Linked DNA regions of Oryctolagus cuniculus: region 1 is linked to region 2. Evidence: chromatin contacts called from public Micro-C data. All regions are on one chromosome and are shown on one strand. Each heading gives the region's core, a stretch centred on a gene start, on an enhancer-like site or on the middle of the called end of the contact. The rest is flanking DNA. Distances are from core to core; before and after follow the strand shown.

Region 1 (6,514 bases), core at 733-3,232, 500 kb before region 2:
CTGAAAGAAGGCCCACCCTACAAAAAACCTCAGCTCTCATTATCCCTGCCCCCAAATGCCAAACTGCCAGGAACAGCCTGTCGGAACAGAACAACCCAGTCCTGCAGTCCTTGCATTCTTCTTGACAACAACAACAACAACCTACAAAAAGCAACAACAGCAAGCTCGAGCCCAATCACCAACCATGATCTTCTGTTTTCTTATTGCCTTTTTTTTTTTTAAAGATTTATTTATTTTATTTGAAAGTCAGAGTTACACAGAGAGAGGAGAAGCGGGGTGGGGGTGGGGCTTCCATCCGATGGTTCACTCCCCAATTGGCCGCAACAGCCGGAGCTGTGCCGTTCCGAAGCCAGGAGCCAGGAGCCTCCTCCGGGTTTCCCACGTGGGTGCAGGGGCCCAAGGACTTGGGCTATCCTCCACTGCCTTCTTGGGCCATGGCAGAGAGCTAGGCAGGAAGTGGAGCAGCTAGGTCTCAAACCAGCGCCCATATGGGATGCCGGCACTTCAGGCCAGGGCGTTAACCCACTGTGCCACAGTGCTGGCCCCTGTTTTCTTGATTTCTACCAAAGCAATTTCCTACAACCTCTCCTGACCACAAAACACAAAGTGAATTGTCCAAGTGATCCTAACTAGAAGCACTGCACTGGCAGGAGGAGTGATTCCAGCCTCCCTGAATGGTTCGTACAGCAAGCTTTAAGGGGAACATTGATATCAGAGAAAGGGACAGGGGTCCTGTGTGGCCAGAGATATCCTTAGGCATCAGGATATGGCCATCTGCCTTTGAGACTGGCTCTAACGGGAACACTGCTAAGTGTGGTACATTTCAAGGGACAGAGCAGTCTACATTTTAAGAGGCAAAGAGCCAATTAAGACAGTTTGTGTGGAATCTGAACCTCCCTAGTACACTTCACTCACAGACCTCTGCCCTAGCTCCTGGAATCTGTTGCTGACCCTGGGTGGGAAGGCAGCACAGCCGCCTGACTCCAGCAGAGGCTCATCCTCATCCACCTGCCCCACCTGCCCCTTTCTGCATACCCTGCACTGGGGTCTACTAACTCCACTCTCCCCTTGCTGGGCACCCTCAACACACACCCTTGTCCACTCGACTCCAGTCCTCTTCGTGGGTCGGAGCTGAGGCCCAGCAGCTGGAGCACCAATTGGGATCTCAAGACAATCTGACACGGCTGAAAAGAGAGGCTTTCTTAGCACCTTTGGTTGAGATGAAGAAATTACTGGAAGCCTGAAGCAGCTGCCAGGGGGAAGGAAATCCCATGTCACACAGCTGGTAAAAAAGGGAGGTGACATGATTCTCCGGTCCGTCAATTGACTGCTGGTTGCTCCCCTTGTCCCTTGTGACTCCTCTCTACCGTGGCACTTCTTCCTGCTTTCATGAATTCAACTAACATGACCAGGCACCTGTGACATGTATCATACATACATACATGTCATATACATACATGACAACACTTTTGCACTAAAATAAATATTTAATTCTAGCTTCCATGAAATTTTTAATTCTTTATTTCCGTGACACACACACACTCCCAGTATCTGAAGCTGTATATAGTGCCCCGTACGCATGAACTAAGTCTTGGCTGAGGGGAACAATCCCAGTTTTCTGCTTACAGTTGCCTAAGGCAGAGTGGCTTTATGTCATGCTTGAGAACAGGAGTTGCAGATCGCAGCCAGCAAACAGAAATAGGGCCTTTCTGGGTTCTATTGCTACTCCGGCAGGGGTGGAGAGAGGGGATTAGCTGCAGGACTAGAATCATCTTCGGTCAGAAACGGCAAAGGCGAGTTTCTGCCAGGAGCTGTGCTCAGAAAGCTCCCAGCGGGCCAGAAGGCGGGAGCCGGCGGGAGCGGGCAGCGGGGGCGCCTCCGGCCTGTCACTCAGCAAGGCCAATGTAAGCTCCCTGGTAGCCCTCCTGCCCCTGGGGATAAAGGTGCCGCGTCTTGGTGGCTACACCAGGGAGCAGGGCGCCGTGCCCTGGGCTCTCGCACCCAGATCTCTCTGGTCGCTGCGCGGTCCAGGGCGCCGGCTGTCGCGGGCATGTGCACACACTACTCTCCTCGGAAGCTCGCGTTTCCTTCGGGGCTGCGGATAGCAGCGTGGGTGGGGATTCAAGTGGGAAAAAGAAAGGCAAGGCGGTAGTAGGAGATAATGAAGCCACTCAATGGATTTCCAGAACTGCAATTTTTCCACTGAGACAAAAGAAACAATGAAAGATTGATGGTGACTGTTTTAAGTTTAGTAAACTGAAACTAGAATAAGGCTTAAGTAAAGGAGAATTCCTTCTCTAAATCAAGTTCTAGTTGCTCAAAACCCCAGGGTAAATCACAGTACAAAAGAAATTATGCTGGGGCCAACACTGTGGCTTGGAAGGCTAAGCCTCCAATTGCGGTGTCGACATTCCATATGGGCAGCCAGTTGGAGTCCTGGCTGCTCCTCTTCCAGGACAACTAGAAAACACTGACCTATGGCCTGGGAAAGCGGTGGAAAATGGCCCAAGTACTTGGGTCCTGTATCTGTGTGGGAGACCAGGAAGAAGCTCCTGGCTCCTGGCTTCTGGCTTCAAATCGGCTCAGCTCCAGCTGTTGTGGCCATCTGGGGAGTGAACCAGCACTCTCTCTCTCTCTCTCTCTCTCTCTCTCTCTCTCTATCTCTCTCTGTAACTCTACATCTCTATAAAGAAATAAAAATAATTTGAAGAAATTATGCTGACCACATATTATCTATCTGTATTTCTGATAGATTTTAAATAAGCTCTACACTAATAAAAATTCATAAATGGGATTAAATATCTTCCAGTGATCTCAACTAACTTCAATTAAGCTGCCCCATATGCCTGGGTTGTGCCTGCTCTCAGGAAAGGCCCATGGGCAAGTCCATATGCAGCTCTTTTTTATTATTCATTCATTTGAAAGGCAGAGTGACATAGAGAGGGATAAAGAGGAAAGATCTTCCATCTACTGGCTCACTCGCCAAATGGAGTGGATTGGGCCAGGTCAAAACCAGGAGCCAGCAATTCCATCTGGGTCTCTCACATGGGTGACTGGGGTCTAAGCACTTGAGCCATCTTCCCCTGCTTTCCTAGGTGCATTAGCAGGGAGCTGGACTGGAAGTGGAGCGACCAGAGCTCCAACTTGTACTCATGTATGGATGCCAGCATCCCGAGCAGTGGCTTAACTCACTGTGCCACACTATCAGCACCATATGCAGCTCTTATACCTTAAAATGTACACTAGGGGGACTGGAGGTTGCTGCAATAGGCAAAATATCTCTTGGGATGCCCTCATTCCACATTAGAGTGCCTGAGTTCAAGTGTTGGCTCCACTTCCATTCCAACTTCCTGTTAATGTGCACCCTGGGAGGCAGCAGGTGGTAGATCAAGTACTCAGGTGCCTGCCACCCACGTGGTGGACTGGATTGAGTTTCAGCCTCCTGGTCTTAGCCTGGTCCAGCCCTGGCTAAATACAGTTATTTAGGGGTGAACTGGCAGACAAAAGATTTCTCTCTCTCTCTCTCTCTCTCTCTCTCTCTCTCTCTCTCTGCTTTTCAAGTTTGTTCATGAAGACAAGGAGAGACATACTCAGACCTAGAGCTCACTTCACAGGATGGCAATAATCCTGGTTATCTGAAGGAAAGGTCAATAGTACAAATGCTGCGGAGGCCTGGAAGCCAACTTGAAAAGGCCTCGTCACCAAGAGTCCCCTTCCTGAGACAATAACACAGACACTGGTGCCTACTTAAGAGATTGCATCACCCATGTAGAAACGACAGAAGACCTGTCATTTTCAACACTGACTGCCTCATATTCTATATGTTCCTGTAGACCATATCCCTACCTGGGAATAATCAAAGTCTTCCACTTCTCAGCTTTCTTTTGTGCACAAATGCATGCAAACACACAATACTTGGTGATCACTAACTCTTAGTTGCAGCCAATTAACTCCTTCAAGAACCTTTTAAGTGGGTTTTTATGAAAGCAAAATAATTAAAATTCAATATAAATACTTATTCTCAAGCCTAAGCAAAGGGGCACCATTCCCATATTATTCTAAACAACTATTAAAAGCATTAAAATATCCTGTGCATATTCCCATCAACTCCTATAACCTCTTAGATCCATGTGATTTAATTTTCTTCATTCATATATTATTCTTTTAGTTACATGATAAATAAATAATGATGTCCAAAAATCCCTTTTTGGACTTTTAATTTGTTTTTTTTTTTTTTAAGGAAACAAAATTTGGGGTCATAACATTTTAAAAAATATTTGATTAGGAAATAAGATATATCTACATTTAAATATGTTGAAAAAAACAGAATATCACTCCCTCTGATATTCCTTTTTGCTACAATTTAGCCATATATATTTTACCTGGGAAATTTCTAGCTAAACATCACTGGGTGATAGTGGTAATGGTGACTGTGGTGGTTCTAGGAAGGTATTTTCTGGAGATTATGATCTCTGGAACACTCACTAAACCCCTCTATTCCAAAGAGTCAAGTGCTAAGCTAATTCCTTTGCCAGAAAGAGAGCAAATGTGTCTTCATTGACATAATAAGCAATCAGCGCAATGAACAGAAAAAGTCAGAAACACCAACCCGCCCTAACCCATTCCACTTGCTGGAAGGTAAATTTCAATTTTGGCAATCTGACCTGCAGCTACAGCTTAAAGCCACCAGAGGTCAGGATTTTACATCTGTCCCAAATCCTTGCTAAACTAGTCCGAAGACAATGGTGTTTCTTTTCCTGGTGCCTCATTTTGTTCCCTCTTTTTAGTTTCATCACCCCCAAGTGGGATATAAGAATATTATAAATAAATACAAGAAACTCATATTATACACTCCAGATGGCTTCATGAGAAAAGAGAGGGACATTTAGAAAACAATTCTTGAATCTTTTAAGAATTAAGAGGAAGGGCAAAACATCCTATTAATCATTTTGAAAAGAAAACAAAAAATCTATATGAGCATTCTGTTCATAAAGTTGAATTTGATGTTTGTTTTCAATCACGAAAATAAAGTTTCCCTTCATTAAAACAAAAAGACAACAATAGTAGTAGTAGTAGCAGTAGTAGTAGTGTTAGTAGCAATGGTGGCAGCACTGGAACCAACATGTATTGTGTGCCCCATCCTAAATACTTTCAGTGCTGTTATAACATCAACCAGCCACACAGGATTTTCTAACATTTATCAGGATCCTGGACAATGTCATATCTTTCACAACTATCACCTCACATATGAGAGTTTCACCAAAGAATTCAAATGGGGGAAAGAAAAGTTGTTGACATGAAGATATTGTATTAATCCCAGGGATATTTACAACAGCCAAATTTGGAAACGACCTAATAATAGCAAAATAACCAAGTGAAATAGCAAATAATATGTTGTCATTACAACTAGAATTATAAAGGTTGAAGCAACAAGAAATATGTTTGGAGAAAAAAAAAGCAATTGAGAAAACTATATCTGTATTATAATTAAAACTATGTAAAGTATGTGCATATATAGATATGGATAAAGAAAAAATCTGCTAGAAAAACAACAGATTTATTAGGGTGTGGGGTTGTAGGGATTATAGACAAAAATGTTAAAAAGTAATAATCCTAGAAAACATTTGGCAATATTGCCAAAGGATACAAGTGAAAAATGCATCCTCTTGGGATTCAGAGCGTAAACCAAGTCACCAAGGCAATCTGTTCCCTGCTCATACACATCCAGTGTTAACCCGCCAGGCACATACAGGCCTCCTTCTGACTTTGTCCAGTTTGGCCATCCCTCAAAAGCACCCAAAGATTCAGCAGTAATAGTTACTGTTTTTCTTTGTAGTAACACCAAATATGCATAGAGCGCTAAATAAAATAAAAAATGTTATGGCTAAGCTATGTCATTTCTAATTCGCTATGGATAAACAATGCCACTTGAAATCCCACAGTGCTGCTAGCAGAGTAGTATCCCAGAGGAAAGCAGGGAGAAAAACCCAGGTGGGCCTGGACTTCACACAATGAAGAGGCCAACTTTTACATTTCACAGTGTACAGCCTCATCTGGTCTTCCAATGAACCCTTTGCACCTTTAAGCACAAAAATACAACACCCAGAAATAGGAGGTATCTCCTCGGATCATGCTTAGAAAAGACAACAGGTTCACAAAAGAGAGGATAGATATCCTCTTTCTGAATTCCTTTCCCCACCCCTTTCCCTCTCTGTAACAACTGCTGTTTGTAGTTTCTAACCCTCTCTCCCATGGCAACCACACGAGGATAAACACCCAGATTCTTAGGTTTACCCCTCCAAACAACAGAATTATGTTGACCTGAAAAACCTGTATTTTCTTACAAGCTCTTCAGCTTTGAAAATTCAAAATGGTATCTTTTTTAGAGAGGAAAGTCAATGGGGTAGAAAATTGTACCCAATCAATTGTCTCCCTTCAACCCATGCCCAGAAAGGTTCATCTCTAGTTGTAAATGTTCCTTGTGAGGAATTACCTAGGAAATACGATGGCTAAC
Region 2 (7,403 bases), core at 4,539-7,038:
TGAAAAAATTCTAATCACTAACCATAAGGGAAATGCAAATCAAAACCACAATGAGATATCACCTCACCCCATCAGAATGACTGAAATCCAAAACACAGATTGTAACAAATGCTTGTGAAAATATGGACAAATGGGAACACTTATACACTGTTGGGAGGTATGTAAATTAGTGCAGCCACTGTGGAAAACAGTGTGGAGATGTCTTTAAAAACTAGAAACAGAGATGCCATATGATCCAGCAATCCCACTACTGGATATGTACCCAAAAGACTTGAACACATTGTATCAAAGGAATATCTATACCGCCATGTTTATATCAGCACTATTCACAATAGCTAAATTTGGACTCAACCAAGGCAGCCATCATTATATGAATGGATAAAGAAAATGTGGTGTATATACATAATGGAATGTTATTCAACTATAAAAAAGGAATGATATTCTACCATTGCAGCAAAATGGATGCAACTGGAAGTCATCATATTGAGTGAAATAAGCTGGACCCAGAAAGATAAAACACTGCAGGTTCTCCCTTATTTGTGGGAGCTAAAATTTAGAAACCAAATAAGAAAGAAAAGAAAGGTCTGTGTATCAATATTGTTGCAAATACAGTTCTATAAAACTTTATTTTCTAACTTTTTCAAACCAATGGTTAAGAATGTCATACTACTATAGTTTTAGTAATCTGTGATTATTTTAAAAGTTACTGTATAAGGGTGAAATGGTCATTTTTCCATTCAATTATTATTTGTTGTCTATACTCCCACTGAACTATGGTCTTTTGTTTTTGACTTGCTAAAATTCTTATTTGGTGAACTAATAAGCCTTTTTAATGTAACGTACGTTTAAAATGTTATCTCAAACACTGAAAAAAAAATGAGAAAGAGGGAGAAGGACAGAGAGTGGGAGGGGAAAGAGGAGGGAATAGCATTATGTTCTTAGAATTGTATGTACAAATCACATTTAACCTGTGAAGAACTAGTTAAAAATTAAAGAGAACAAAAAAAGGGGGGTGGGGGTGGGAAATAGGAGCAGCAACCACAGCTTCCAGGAAAGGGTGAATGGGTAACCAGTATGTGGTGTCAAAATACATAAAGAAAAAAAAGTACAATCTGGTTTACGATACCCTCTTAAGCATTTGAGGGCTGCCTGTTACACCTCAGCTGCTTCCTGTTTCACTGTGTTAGCAAAAGGTGGGGAAGCCATACCCCTCTGCCCTCACTCCACTGTGTCAGTAGCCCCTCCCACCGAGGTCTGCAGCAGCCTGAACACTAGCTGGCATCAGGTCACAGGGGAGGATGTGAGGACACTTCAGGGTCCCTCCCTCCCTGAAAGTGACCTGGCAGGCCCTTGGAGGTCATAAGGTCACGCAGCCCCAAGGGACGCAAGGATGCTTATCCGCACACACTGCAGGTCTTAAAATGGAAGCAAGCCCCCCTCTCCTGCAGGAAAGTAAATTATGCATGGGCTTTCTTTGAAAAGGCAGATGTTTAGCGAAGAAAGAGGCTACATCCATTCCCAAACTCATTTGCAGAAGAAAATTTCTAATTCACAATGCTGTATGAGTCCAAGACCCCGCACTCAGAGCTCACACAGCATAGCCACTGGGTTTTGACACGGTCTTGGGCTTGCTCACCCACTGGTCGCTACTGGAAAGAATATGTAGTCTTACTGCAGACGCGTCGTGTGGATAGCCAGCCTCGTCCTGACTACAGGCTACTGAGGTTCTGTGCGCAAGGGGCAGCTTGGCCAGCCCCCAGCCAGAGAGCTCAGAGAACGGCACGTCAGAGAAGGTCAGGCTGCTTCCTAGCAGCTTGAAGACCCAGATGCTGTGGCACAGGAGAGGCCGCTGCTTGGGGTGCCGCCTCCCATATCCCAGTGCCTGGTGGGAGTCCCACTCCAGCGGATGAAGACCCAAGTGCTCGGGTTTCTGCTACGTACAGTGAGAGATGTTGGGGTCATCTGGGGCGGGAACCAGTGGGTGGAAGATCTCTCTCCCTCTCTCTGTCACTTTCAAATGCGTGAATGATATTGAGACAAAACAACGTAAGTTCTTGGAGGTGAAGTTGGAGGATCTGTGTCAGAAATTATATTTACCAAACACTCCTATGCTTTTTTTATTGGTCTAATAAAGCTACCTAACCTGCGGCACTCTCTTTTTAGCCTTTTTTTTTTTTTTAAGCCAATCTCCCCTTTCTTTTAAAAGTCAAACATAAATACATGCACAAACATTGTCAGCCTTCACTTCTACCCTGTAACTATATTTGCTAAGATGAAAGCCTGGATGCATCTACTAACAAGTTCATGTTGTTTTCCTGCTTCTGTTTCAAAAAATGGACCACGTCGTCTTTATCATTTGACTCTAGGATGACTAGCAGAGATTTAATCATACACACAGCCCTGCAGTGACTCACTAAACAAACCCACGTGAGGATGAAAGGGACACAGCGGCCTGATGTGAACACAAAGGCCTTTGCATTCCCCTTTTCTTTGTAGAAGTGTGTGGAGTCTGATGGAACACAGCAGACCCTGCTTAGAAATTCACCACTCCTTTTACATAATGGGGTTTACCTGTTCCCGGAGTCTTTCAGCTCAGAAGGATCCCCGTTTCACTTACATTCGGAAGACATGGCTATAAGGCAGTGTCAGAGTTTGAACAAATACCCTTAAATCTTCCCCCAAAAATGATGTCCACATCCAAGGAGGCAACAACCTTCCAAGGATTTTCACAATGATTTTGGGCTCCAACTAGGCGTTGCCTTCCTTAACACACTAGGGGTGTTGCTGTTGTTGTCTGCAATGGCTTCTTAAAAAGAAAAAAAAAAGAAGAAGAAAGAAAAGACACTTTCTCATCAAGATCAGTTTCATTTTATTTTGCAAACAAGCAGATGGCAAGTCACTGGATAGAACTGATTAAGCCTAAGAAAATAAGAGATGACTGCAATATGAGACGAGCTTCTCTTGGACACAATTCCTTAATTAGCCCTAAAACACTGGGAACAATAACAGAACCCTGTAAGAAGTATCTGGACTTTGAAAGCAACTCTTATGAAAAAGGTGGTATTTACATGAATATATGGCTTTTGTTAAAAAAATAGGCTAAGCTCATGTTGGCTTTCATAAGCACTGTTACTATTGGTTAGCTAAGCAGAGTTTCTGTTCTTCACCTCTCTACAGTATCAAATTTTTCTCTCGCAACTCTTTTTGGAATGAACAAAAGGATAAAAGCAGAGGGGCCAGCATTGTGGTGCAGTAGTTAAAGCCTCTGTCTTTGATTACCAGCATCCCATATGGACACTGGTTCAAGTCCCGGCTGCTCCACTTCCAATCCAGCTCCCTGTTAATGGCCTGGGAAAGCAGCAGAGGATGGTCCAAGTCCTTGGGACCCTGCACCCACATGGGAGACCCAGATGGACCTCCATGCTCCCAGCTTTGGCCTGGCTCAGCTGTGGCCATTGCAGCCATTTGGGAAGTGAGCCAGTGGATGGAAGATCTCACTCTGTCTCTTCCTCTAACTCTTTCAAATAAATAAATCCTTAAAAAAAAATTGGAATACCTTCATAGAACTATACTTTATGATCTCATCTAAAACATACTTCAAATATTCACATGGATTTCTAGTCCAGAAGTAATTCTGGGAATACAACTAGACATAAATACATTAATAACCATATACATAAGAATACATTCATAAATTACAATTCTATACATATGTATATTAACAAAGTATTACAACACCAGCTGTTCCCACCACAATTTATAACTTGACTTTGAGTCTTGTTTCCATTGGTAATTTCATTAAGTATTGAATTTCAAGAATGGCATACACTGTGATCCTCTGTATAAAGTTAAATGAAAATAAATCATAGTAAGAAAACACTGGGAACAGGAGAGGAAAAAGAGGGGAAGGAGTGTGGGTAGGAGGGTAGGTATGTGGGGGGGTGGAGAATTACTCTGTTCCTAAAGTTGTACTTATGAAATGCATGCAAATAAATTTAATACGACATACACTGGAGTGTTAGGTGCTGCACAAGTTGGTTTAAACAGTTTTGTATTATAACCTCAGAGAAGTATATATATGGGGGAGGGGGGTCGTTTATAATTCTCATGTGAGAGGCAGAGATGGAGAGTGCCAGGGAATTAGAGGCAGATGGAGTACCAATTCACTCCGCAAATGTCTGCAACAGCTAGGGCTGAGGCAGGCCAAACCAGGAAGCCTGGAACTCAACCCACATCTCATACATGAGAGGCAGGAAACCAACTACCTGGGCCATCACCTGCTGCCTCCCAGCGTTTGCAATAGCAGGAATCTAGAATTGGGAGTGAAGCGGGGACTTGAACTGGGGCACTCTGACATGGGACAAGGGTGTCTTAACCACTTGGGCAAACACCCTTCCCGCTGTGTTGTTTTATTGGTGTGTCCCTATCAGCGAAGGAAGGCAGGTGGAAATTCACACACTGCATATGTATTATACCAAGAACTGCACATGACACATTTAACACTGTCAACATCTCAGCTAAATATTTTTATGCCCATTTACAGACAAAGAAACTGAGGCAGGGAGATTTCAACAGCCAAACACTGACACAGCAAGTGTGAGAGATGCACTTAGAATTGAGCTGATCATGGAAAAAGAAGTAGAAGGCCGTATCCATGTGTCTGGACTTGAAATGAAAGCATCTTTCCCACAGAGAATCATTTTCTCCACAAAATAATTGAGACTTTCATTCCCCCTAACTGTTCTGTTCATTCATCTCACTGATTCTTTTGCCATACTATTCCAGAAGTGAATTAGGACAGTGAGTTCCCAAATCCGGAATCATCAAGTGATCTATGAAATTTTATCTCATTATTTATATAAGGAGCCTTTGAAAATCAAGGAGCAGCCTGAACCAGTGAGGTGCCTGGGTGGGACAGTCACAAGTAATGCAAGCAAATGAACTGCGGAAGCCATGAGGACAAAGAAAAACACAGGATCCTTAAGACACTGGGACACTTACTGTGCACGGGGTAAAGAGGGGAAAGATTTAAAGTAGGAATAACAAAGAAGTGCTAAGTGAATTCTGACTCAATGTCAGAACCTGTCCTTCGACTTCAGACATATTTTACTGATGACATTGTTTTCAAATGTTTGATTTTCTTTAAAAATTGGTTAATGGTTCCAATTTGCCCAGGTATCTCCCAGTTCTCCCCCAGAATGGAAAAAGATTATTCATTTCCAGTCTTTATCTTCTTGTTCAGACGCTAATGACTGACCATTTGAGAGGAAATAAACCAAAACCAAACATGTTTTTATATAATAAAATTTATTCATCTTGATATATAACTCATTTTTAAAATAAATAAGCTCCATAGTTTACTAATATGTCATGATTTTTCTCTTATCTCTATGAAAGCTTCATTCTTCTTGCCTTCTTTCTTTGCCATTGGCAAAACTACTACGACCCAAATTGTAAGAGAGGTAACACTCAAAGTGATGGGTGTTTCAACAGTGCCATGATCAAAAAATGGTCTGACCCCAAAAATTCAGATTTGTGAATGTTATCAGGGTACTTCCCAAATTCGCCAGAAGTCCTGGCTGGTTTTCTTCTCTGTATATCTGCACCTGCTTTTATACAGAAGGGATACACAGAAACTTATGTGTGTTGCTCATCTTACCAAGCAGAGCTCAGCACAGAATTCTTTCACTTCAAAGGGCACACCACGGGGCGCAAAGAAAGCTGGGACTGGGTCCTTCCCACCAAACACTGCCCCCCTGCACTCACACCCAACTCCCCAGTGAGCCAGGAAGGCAGGCTCGGGCCCTCACAGCTCTAGGTAACATTTCCCACAACCCCCGATTCATAAATATTGACATTTGGAAAAACAAGAGAAAAGAAAGCACTTTGCCAGGAAGAAAGAGTTAAGTTGAAATGTTTCTATATTTTCTAAAGCTTGATTTCTGTCCAAGATACCATTATGATTTTTAAATAAAATCTACCTTGTCTTGGAACTTTTAACCAGAGAATATAGGAAATGAAACCTCCAGAGTTTTAATTTTTTTCCAATTAAGAAAATACTTTTAACAGGACTAAGTTTAAAGCCGTTTTTCTAAAAGGGACAATAGCAGTATTCACAGATAAGATCTTTTTTGTTGATAATCAAATTTTTAAACCACAGTCGTTTTGAAATTATGTTTTCAGCAAAATCTTTTCTTTTTCCTTTTAAGTTTTCGTCTCCACCCTTCTTTGCTTCAAGCAGCAGAAATAATATAGTAACTAAGGCCCTTGGGAATTCCTTGCTCAGCCACCAGTCTGTTTCCAATGTGGAACTACAGCGCAACCTGGTGGTAGTTGCAGTTATAACCATGGTTTAAGGATGTGAGCTGTCCAAGTTAAAAACCAAAATAAAGGAAAGCCCTGTGTTTGATTCTAAAAAAAAAATAAACTATCTGGGAACAGAACTTTAGGGTGAATCTTTCAATATCATAATTAAAAACACAACTTTAAAAATGTTTCAATATAATATACCTCTCACCAATGTGGTGATTAAGGATGTCTTAAGAGTGTCAATTGTTAACAACAGGAGTCACTGTGCACTTGCTCCCCATGTAGGACCTCTGTCCTTAATGAGTTGTACTATGAGAATTAACTGCCAAACTTGTTCTCTAATAGTACTTTTTACATTATATGTGTGTATGTGTGTAAACTGTTGAAATCCTTACTTCTCATAGAGTTGGTCTTCTGTATATATAGATAATTAAAAATGAATCTTAAAGAATGGGATGGGAGACCAGCACCACAGCTCACTAGGCTAATCCTCTGCCTGCGGCACCAGCACCCCGGGTTCTAGTCCCGGTTGGGGCGCCGGATTCTGTCCCAGTTGTTCCTCTTCCAGTCCAGCTCTCTGCTGTGGCCCGGGAAGGCAGTGGAGGATGGCCCAAGTGCTTTGGGCCCTGCACCCACATGGGAGAGCAGGAGGAAGCACCTGGCTCCTGGATTTGGATCAGCACAGCACACCGGCCAAAGCAGCCATTTGAGGGGGTGAACCAACGGAAGGAAGAACTTTCCCTGTCTCTCTCTCTCTGTCTAACTCTGCCTGTCAAAAAAAAAAAAAATGGGATGGGATGGGATGGGAGAGGGAGTAGGAGGTGAGATGGGAGTAGGGGAGGAAGGTTAGGTATGGAAGACAAAAACATTATATTCCTAAAGTTGTACGTATGGAAGTTGTATTCATGAAATTAAAAAAAAAAAAAAGGGAAACAGTCTTTAACCAGTGACAAAGGAAAGTAAGCCAAGCAGTTTTCCAGGTCTGGGAAGATTCTCTACATTCCATGGGTAAAAAGCAAGCACATGGGCTGTTGCACCCGCGTGGGAGACCAGGAAGAAGCACCTGGCTCCTGGCTTCGGATTGGCGCAGCTCC

The links. Hi-C and Micro-C count contacts between places; a contact is called where the count stands out from the background.
Region 1: a Micro-C map of ear pinna shows a contact between it and region 2, with 12 times the contacts expected there. The contact joins two enhancer-like sites. A contact is called at or near these places in 5 of 6 Hi-C or Micro-C datasets (ear pinna, embryonic fibroblasts, psoas muscle and 2 more).

What each region holds. Positions count from the first base shown.
Region 1 is chr8:17,654,974-17,661,487 of mOryCun1.1, reverse strand. No RefSeq gene overlaps it. Among named protein-coding and RNA genes, the nearest start is that of TTC29, 220 kb to the left of the region's middle. Within about 2 kb of position 1,982, at least 1 of the 8 cell types and tissues checked has an H3K27ac peak or open chromatin away from gene starts, as enhancers often do. A contact at or near this core is called in ear pinna, where this site is marked.
Region 2 is chr8:17,158,751-17,166,153 of mOryCun1.1, reverse strand. No RefSeq gene overlaps it. Among named protein-coding and RNA genes, the nearest start is that of TMEM184C, 66 kb to the right of the region's middle. Within about 2 kb of position 5,788, at least 1 of the 8 cell types and tissues checked has an H3K27ac peak or open chromatin away from gene starts, as enhancers often do. A contact at or near this core is called in ear pinna, where this site is marked.